Linked DNA regions of Mus musculus: region 1 is linked to region 2. Evidence: chromatin contacts called from public HiChIP or PLAC-seq data. All regions are on one chromosome and are shown on one strand. The core of a region is the stretch at or near the end of the contact, and the rest is flanking DNA. Distances in the headings are between cores, read along the strand shown. Region 1 holds the start of Osbpl8 (oxysterol binding protein-like 8). Region 2 holds the start of Csrp2 (cysteine and glycine-rich protein 2).

Region 1 (3,989 bases), core at 893-3,392, 240 kb before region 2:
TGTAACAAAAGCTAGGCACAGTGGAATACATGTGGAAGTCGGGAGGCTGAGGCAGGAGGATTTTGCCATGCCGGAGCTACATAATGAATACCATGGCCAGCTAGGCAACACAGCAAAACCCTATCTCAGAAAAGAAAAGCAACACATAAAAATGACAATTCTAAATGAACAGACAGACCATTTGCACAGACCACACATTCAGTAATGAGCACAACTCAATGCAAGGAGCAAACCATGTCCAGGTTTAATTAAACAGCATTTCTAGGCACCTCTGTGATCTCTGGGGCTCAAACTGTTCACATGGAATTTGACCGCAACAACGTAATCTCCATAATTAAAGAGCTTTAGGAAGGTCTTAAATTTCATCTATCCCCTTTGCTAACACTTTGAACAAGCACACTGCAGTCATTCTTGCTACCAAAAGACAGAGTACATACTTGCTACCCAAAAGAAAGAGCAACATGTTAGAAATTAGTTGGTCTTTTAATAGAGTGCATTTTAAATTGCATGGCCTTTCCCTTCCTTTTATAAAACCTGTTTTTATAAAACCAGCATTTTAATAATCTCACTGCAAAACAGGTTCTAGCAAGCACAGCAACTGATCCCAGTCTCTCGGCATGATCAAATTTAGATGAAACCCCAGGGGAAGAGAGAGCGTAACAAGCAATTTACCTATACCTCAATTGTTCTCTGGAATTCTTCAAGAGGCAAAAACTATTTTAAATGGTTATCTTGAAAGACCTTTAATTGCACTAATTTGGGGCTGCACTAATTTGAGGTTGTTTACAGTGAAATTACTTTGAAGAATTCCCTGCTAACCCAAGGTATTCTAATACTACTGTTACTTAAGTCTTCCAGCAGCAAAAAGGCACAAACTTCATTAAGTTATTGAAAGCAGATATGCTATCGTCAGATAAGTGTTCCCATCTGTTTAGAGACGAACCCAAGTTAACTTATTTCAGACGGCATTTAGTTAAAATGAAATTAGGTTATGTTTCACGACGCAGATGTCGCTCACAAAGAAGTGTTAAATGACTTTAGTGAATGGAAAATCTGCATCTACTGTTGCTTCGCATCAGCCGGTCTTGAGTGGGTTGCTCAATGAAGCAAAAGCATGCTCCATATGAAACTCCCTGGAACCTGATTACACTCTCCACAGCTTAGCCGCAAACAAAACGTAAAAAAAAAAAAAAAAAAAGTGCAACGAAGACACCGCCTTTTCTCCAGTGTGGCAAGAAGGCCAACGGAGCTGAGGTTTAAGGAACACCGCGACAGTCTCTGCAAAGGCGGGTGCGGTCCGCCTGCGAGCGGCACAACCTCTTCAGGGGCTGTCACAGGAAAACCCCAAGCCTTGCCTTAACCGCCCGGGGCGACAAAGCGCCAGGTTTTCACCCCCTGCGCGGGGGGCTTCCGGCGAGCCCCGGCGTCGCCCTGTCAAACTTCGGGAGGGGCAGACACACTCGGGACCCGGAACGCCGCCGAGCCGCCCCCGCCCCCATCCCAGGTCCCCACTGGGCTTTGTACCGCTGCAGACGCACCTACCGCGGGCCCCAAAAAACACGCCACCCCCGCCAGCCCTGCCAATCTCCCTCTCAGAAGGGACAAAGGAGAGGCAGGAGGGGAACTCGCGGCGCGGGGTACCCACGAGTGCCCACAGCCCGAGCTCAGAACGTAGGACTGAGGGACTACAGTCACCCCAAAAGGCACGACTCCGCTGCTCCCCAACACCGGGCTGAGCGCCACTCACCGATGCGGAGCCCCAGAGGAGGCGGCCCGCAGGGAGCAGGCTTCCGTGGGATCACAGGGACGCCGGAGTCCGGGGCCTTAGTGTCCGGTGGGACCCCCCCTCCTCAACTTCTCTCGGCTGCGGTCGCCCGCGGGAACTGAGAGCCAGCCCGGACGGAGAGCACAGGCGAGCCGCGGCGGGGGCTCGGCCCGGAGCGGCGAGCGAACTCGGGCTCCTCCGCCCGCGGGCCAGGGCGGAACCTCTTCCTTCTCTACCGCTACCGCTCTCGGCGGTGGCCGAGTCGAACGCCGCTGCCGCCCCGGCTGCCGCTGCCGCTGCCGCTGCCGCTACCACCGCCGCCCAGCTGGGAGCGCGTCGCAGCAGAATGCTGTCATCCGCCCTGACACCGCCTTTCTGGGCGCCGCGAGCCGCCACCAGCCTTCACATCCCAAGGCCCGCCCCTCTCGCAGCCCCGCCCCCAGCCCGGGCCTGGGCCACGCCCCCTTCCCGTCACGTGACGCCGCAAGGAGGCGGTCCCCGGGTAGCTTCTGCTGGGCGGGCGCGCAGAGGCAGCTGCTGGCAGCTCGTGGTGATGGCGAGCTGTCATGTCACCTCCCCTCCGCTCCCCTCCCCGCCCTCGAGGTTCCCTCTCAGGAAGCCCTGGGGTGGAGGGCCGGCTACCCGCAGGTCTCTGAAGTGCTCGCTGGGCAGGACCCGCCTCCCGACCTCTGGCCGGGCCCACAGAGGAGGCTGCCAGGAGAAATTGGGGCTTGAGAAGCAGCCAGGAGTCCCTGCTGCCTAAGTTCCAATGACACGTTCACTGTGGTGTCTCATTAGCTGTTGGCCTCACAGGAGGTTTGAGATGTAGACTTCAGTCACGCTGGGATGAAAATAGCCTAGCAGGCTTTCTTGTTATTGTTCCTAGTCATGTTCAGAATCCTGGGTGCCAGCTTTTACAGTCATGAAGTTTTACAGTGAGGTTGGTGACGGTTTTAGCGACGTGGCAAGTTGATAGTACCTCTCAATTTGAACAGAAAGCCTAATTTAACTCTTCGGATTTTGTTGTTGTTGTTGTTGTTTTGTACCTCAACTCTTGGCTTTTTTTGTTTTTTGTTTTTTTAACCATGACCCCAGAAATCCCTCCCCATCCTGTGGAGAGGAAAGGGGCAGAACTCATCACTGGAAGAAAGCCAGTTACAATACAGAAGAAGAGAAAAGCGACCTAACAGTGCAGAAGGAGGAATGAGCTGCCTCTAACAAGGCCATTCTCTACGATAAAAATTCAATTCCTTATTCCTTTATCCTTCTACTCTGGAACCAAGAATTTTTTTTTTAACTTTACACAATTTCCATTACATTTCTTGACAGGAAATCAGATGACATTCTGATCGTTTGGATACTTAAGTAGGCCATAGGATTCTGCCTGTTACTGATGTATTTCATAGCAGCTCTAAAAAATTTGCAGACGTGGCCATTTTGTTGCCCAAAGAAAGAGCAATTTACTGCTCAGTTAAATAATGCCAGGCCGCTGATCTTTAAAACACATCTTGATGCAGCTATGTTAACATTTGAAAAACAATTAGATTTTGTCATGAAGGACTGTTCCAATGAGGGAAAGATTCTGCCACATTCTTCTGTTAAGAAACCTAAGAAATTATATTTGTATTTTACATAAACATAAGGGAAGTTTATTGTTTTCTTGTTTTGTTTGTTTTTCTTGCTTGATTGTTTTGTTTTGTTTTGTTTTTCAAAGAGACAGGGTTTCTCTGTGTAACCCTAGATGTCCTGGAACTCCTTCTGTAGGCTATGCTGGTCTCAAACTCACAGAGAGCTGCCTGGCTCTCTCCTTTCTGAGTGCTGAGGCAGTGCAAGGCAGGAAACATTGTTATGTGATGGCGGTAACGTTCCAGTTTATCAGCAGATTGAAATGTCACTTATCTGAAGCAATGCTGTTTTTTTCAGACTAACAAAAGCCAATGTCATTTTTTAATGAATTGGGTTTTAATGAGATATAATCTAAAAGATAAGAATGCATAATATCTAAACCAAGCAATAATCAGTTCGTGGGAGGCTGGAGAGATGAGGCAGTCAAGAGTACCTGTTCTTGCAGGTCCTGGTTTCTATTCCCAGCACCCATGTGCTGGCTGGTGGGTCCAGGAAATCCCACCTCTTCTGACCCCCTCAGGCACAGGGCATGCACATGCAAGCAAAACACCCGTACACATAAAATAAATCTTTTTTAAAAGTTACCTTGTGAGTAGCT
Region 2 (4,113 bases), core at 625-3,124:
CCCCCACCACCCCAGCAAGGATGCTATTAGACCTATTTCACAAGGCTGAGACCAGAGAGTGTTAACGTGTTAGGGGCACCAAACCAAGGGGTACTGACTTGGGAGTGACACTCTAGACTTGATTTCTGCCCTCCCATGTTACACCTCCTCTCCCTTAGAGGGTCCCCTATGTCCATCTCATTCATCCCTCTCATTTGTAACAGAAGGAAAATGGAAACCAAAGGCTTGAGCTCTCAAAGCTATGTATTGACAGAGTTATGCCTGGACCTAGTATCCTGTCCCCCTACTTGATACCAACATTTATGCTATCTTTTAATAAAGATACAATTTCCCTCAAGTCCAAGACTGTGCAACTTCACCAGGATGGCCCTCCAATCAGTACTGATTTTAGCATGCTCTTGAGCATATTCCATATCAGCCAAAAATTTTCAAACAAGATTGGGAGGAATCTGTTAACAATTTATGGTGTTAAAAAAAAAAAAAAAAAACACCACGTTGGCTGAAATCTGTTAATAAATATCTACTGCTCCCCACAACGGGGCCTTGTCTGTTCCCGCCTTCTTTATTCAGTTAACAAGCACCGAGGTGTGCTCCAACATATTCAAGATAACTAAGCAAACAGTGTTCCAGAGACTCATGGGATGTATACGTCTATGGCAACCTGGCTATAAAAAGTGGGGTCAAACAGCCTTGAGGAGTAATGAAGGAATTATCAGTAACAATTACAAGGCAATGGCAGAGAATAGGGTCCCAAATGTCACTTGTATGCAGTGTTGAGATTGTATGAGTCTCTCTTTTGAAATCTACCGTTTAAATCTTTCTTGAAGAATCTGGGTACAAGAATCACTTCCTTTTTGGATTCTTTGGTTTTATGTAAGTAGAGATTAAGCACGCATTGAAAAAGTCAATAATTTAACTATTTTCGCTGCCCAAGTTAAAAAATTACTACACCCAGCCCCCCCCCCGCCCCGAACTGAAAAGCATTTAATAAAGTAAAAATGTATGCGACTCAAACAAAACAGGTCAAACCAAATATTTACTCAAAAAGTAATCAGGTAAACAAATAAAGTTCAAAGTCCTGGCTTCCAAGGGGGCAGAAGTTTCAAGAGCTCTCCCCTCACCTCACCCCTTACCTCACGGATGCCTATAACTATTATCTAGCTCTGAACCCATACTGTGACTTTTAGGACCTGTTGCAGAATTTCAGAACCAAGCAATGCTGTATCCTTGTTTGTACTTTAAAGGTAGAAAGCACCAGGAAAAGCTAGGAATGTTCAACTAGAATTTCACTATGGTTCCTTCTGTGCCGGGTGGGCAGAGACCACCGAACAAAGGCGATGGCCAGGAGCTCCGTTTCGCCACAGGAGAACTGGAGCTCAGAGGGTATGGAGACGCCCACCACCCCAGAGTACCCACCCAATTCCCGAGAAGGTCGTCAGGGCTGGGCAGACACACCCTTGGGGCACTGGAGCCCCGAAGCCTCTAACCCCTCCTACCCGAAGGGGAGAATCAGCCCTGGGAGGGAGCCTGGGGCTACAAAAAGAGGCATTGGCGGCCACGAGAAACTCCCAGCTCGCCTCTCTCCCAGAGAACAGGATGGAAAATTAAAGGTCACAGGGGATGATTTACCTGCCCCAAGGACATGAGGTCCCAGGGCAGGGATGGTCTGGGGGCGACAGCAGGTGTGCTAGTGGACCCCGCATTGGGGCAGAAGTGAGAGGACGGGTGGAAGCATAGTCAGGAGCAGGGGTGGAGATGACAGGGACCGCGGGGCTGCAGGCTTCCTAGGACTCACCCGAGTGGGAGGAGGGAGCACGCGGCGGGCGGAGCTAACGAGGTCTGACCGAGGAAAGCCGCGGGCGGATCCGGAGACTGGCGGGAGCGCGTGTGCCCGCTTTTAAAGACTTATGTTGGGCGTGGCCTTGTTCGCCACGCCCATCATCGGTCATGCCCCTCGGGGTGTGCGATGGTCTCCGCCCGGCCCGCTGAGCTGGGCTCCCGCTGCGGGTTTCGAGCTCTGGCCCCGAGACAAAAGACCGGAATCCCGCCTCTTCCTGCGGCTTCCCGCGCGTCCGAGTCTCCCACCGTCTCCGGCTGCTCCTACCCGCCGGTCCCGGGACGTCCGGAGCACTCAGGATCGGCCCGGAGCCAGCGAGATCCGGTGTCGCCCCGTGGGATTCCCGCCACCCTTTACTGCACAAACGCCATATGTTAGCCTCCGGGGTGCAGGACTCCCCGGTGCAGGATAGTCTCTGGTCAGAATCCCGGCTTCTGGAATCCGCAGCTTTCCTGTCGCGAAAGAGCTGCATTCCTCATCTAGACTAAACAAATGACGTTATGAAAACACCTCATTCCCCAAGTGTTTTGCTTTCCCCCACCACTCTTTGCTGAGGGGGGAAGAAACCCACAACCCACGCAGAAACCCTGGCGCCAAAAGGCTTCGGGTTTCAGTTTGCAATTGTTTGCAGTTGTCCGAAAAGTCCAGGGATGTCTCGCCGGCGAAGACAGCAGAAAGGACCTAAAATCTGGGCTTGAGGTGACATATTATTGTTCTAGACAAAAAGCAAAATAATGTCATCTCTATCTGGTTTGTATTCTAGGACATTTGGTGATCCACTTCTCTGTCATCAGTAGTGGGTTGCCCTAAGAATTAGTATTTGAAGAGTGGTGACCTCCACGCCGCAATAGGCAGCGACCAAAACTACTCCCCTCTGTCACAAATCGATCACCCCTTTCATCCAGGCGCAACATCATGCTGTTAATAGCCTAGTTCTTTGGTGGGGGTTAGGATGACTTTAACTGATAGATGCCAGTACCCTCGCGTTGCGACAATAAAAAATTTCCCGCTTACGTTGCCAAAGGCCCTGTTAGGGGGGGTAGGAGGAGGCAGAGTTGAGGAAGGCCCCTCCGGTGACAAAGTACAGGCCTGGTTTATGCCTTTTTATGTCGTATGCTGGGCCCAATCCAAAATAAGCTCGTAATTGCAGCCAGATTCTCTGTCCACCAAGGACTGTTGAAAAACAGTGCAAGTAGTGATTGACATCTCCCCCAGATTGCGGCAGGAGTTTGAAAGCATGGGTGCCTGCTGTGAGCTTTTCTAAATACCAGCAATTCTTACATTCACGATTCCGATCTGTTTGCTTTACCTCCGCAGCTTGCTGCACTTCTTACGGGAGGGGCTTCTGGTTTGTTTTCACTGAAGGAAGCAGGGTAGTTCATGTTCCCTTTTTTTCAGCAAGCGATTGTCCTTTTTCTGCTACTCCTGAGGTCCACTAGAGTTTCTCTGAGGAAGGGGCCTAAGGACTGGACCTGTTGTTTTTCTGTCAAACTATCTGTCCCTACAGTCTAAGGTCAAAACTTATCATGTGTAGCAAAGCTATTTATGGAAGTTGTGGTGGGTTTGAACGAAGACGGCCCCATAGGCTCATAGGAAGCGGCACTATTTGAAGGTGTGGCCATTTTGAGTGGGCGTGGCCTCTTTAGAGGCAGTGTGTCATTGGGGGTGGGCTTTGAGGTTTCAGAAGCGTAAGGTCCAGTGTGTCTCTTTCTTCCTGCTGCCTGCCCACCAAGATGTAGAATTCTCAGCTGTCTCTCCAGCCTCACAGCCTGTGTGCTGCTATGTTCTCCGCCACGATGATAATGGACTAAACCTCTGAACTGTAAGCCAGCTCCAATGAACTATTTTTCTTTATAAGACTTGTGACAGGAGCTGGTGAGATAGCTCAGTGAGTAAGAGCACTGACTGCTCTTCTGAAGGTCCTGAGTTCAAATCCCAGCAACCACAATGTAGCTCACAACCATCTGTAATGAGACCTGACGCCCTCTTCTGGAGTGTCTGAAGACAGCTATAGTGTACTTACATATAATAAATAAATAAATCTTAAAAAAAAAAAAGACTTGTAACATCTTTTCACAAAAATAGAAACCCTAAGACAAAAGTAGTTCTGTTGTCTGTTCTCTGTATATATTTCAGTAAACCCGGGACTGGTGTACATTGATTTTTTTTAAATGTATTTGTATTTAACTATCAATATTTTAAAATATCATTTACTTATTTAAATGTTTAAAGTCGGAATTTCAGTTGTGAATGTGAATAAGTTCTTTTAGCTTTTA

The links. HiChIP or PLAC-seq counts read pairs in DNA pulled down with a chosen protein or histone mark.
Region 1: a contact with region 2 is called in an HNF4G HiChIP or PLAC-seq map of pancreatic cancer cells. The contact joins the promoter of Osbpl8 here to the promoter of Csrp2 in region 2. A contact is called at or near these places in 1 of 484 Hi-C or Micro-C datasets (embryonic stem cells), 2 of 115 datasets of contacts at active chromatin or transcription factors (memory CD8 T cells and pancreatic cancer cells) and 2 of 9 other capture datasets (adipose tissue and liver).

What each region holds. Positions count from the first base shown.
Region 1 is chr10:111,162,955-111,166,943 of GRCm38.p6, reverse strand. Osbpl8 (oxysterol binding protein-like 8) reads right to left here and starts at 2,142. Exons shown (of 24, transcript NM_175489.3): 1 at 1,748-2,142.
Region 2 is chr10:110,917,937-110,922,049 of GRCm38.p6, reverse strand. It overlaps Csrp2 (cysteine and glycine-rich protein 2), which reads right to left and starts at 1,874. Exons shown (of 6, transcript NM_007792.4): 1 at 1,796-1,874.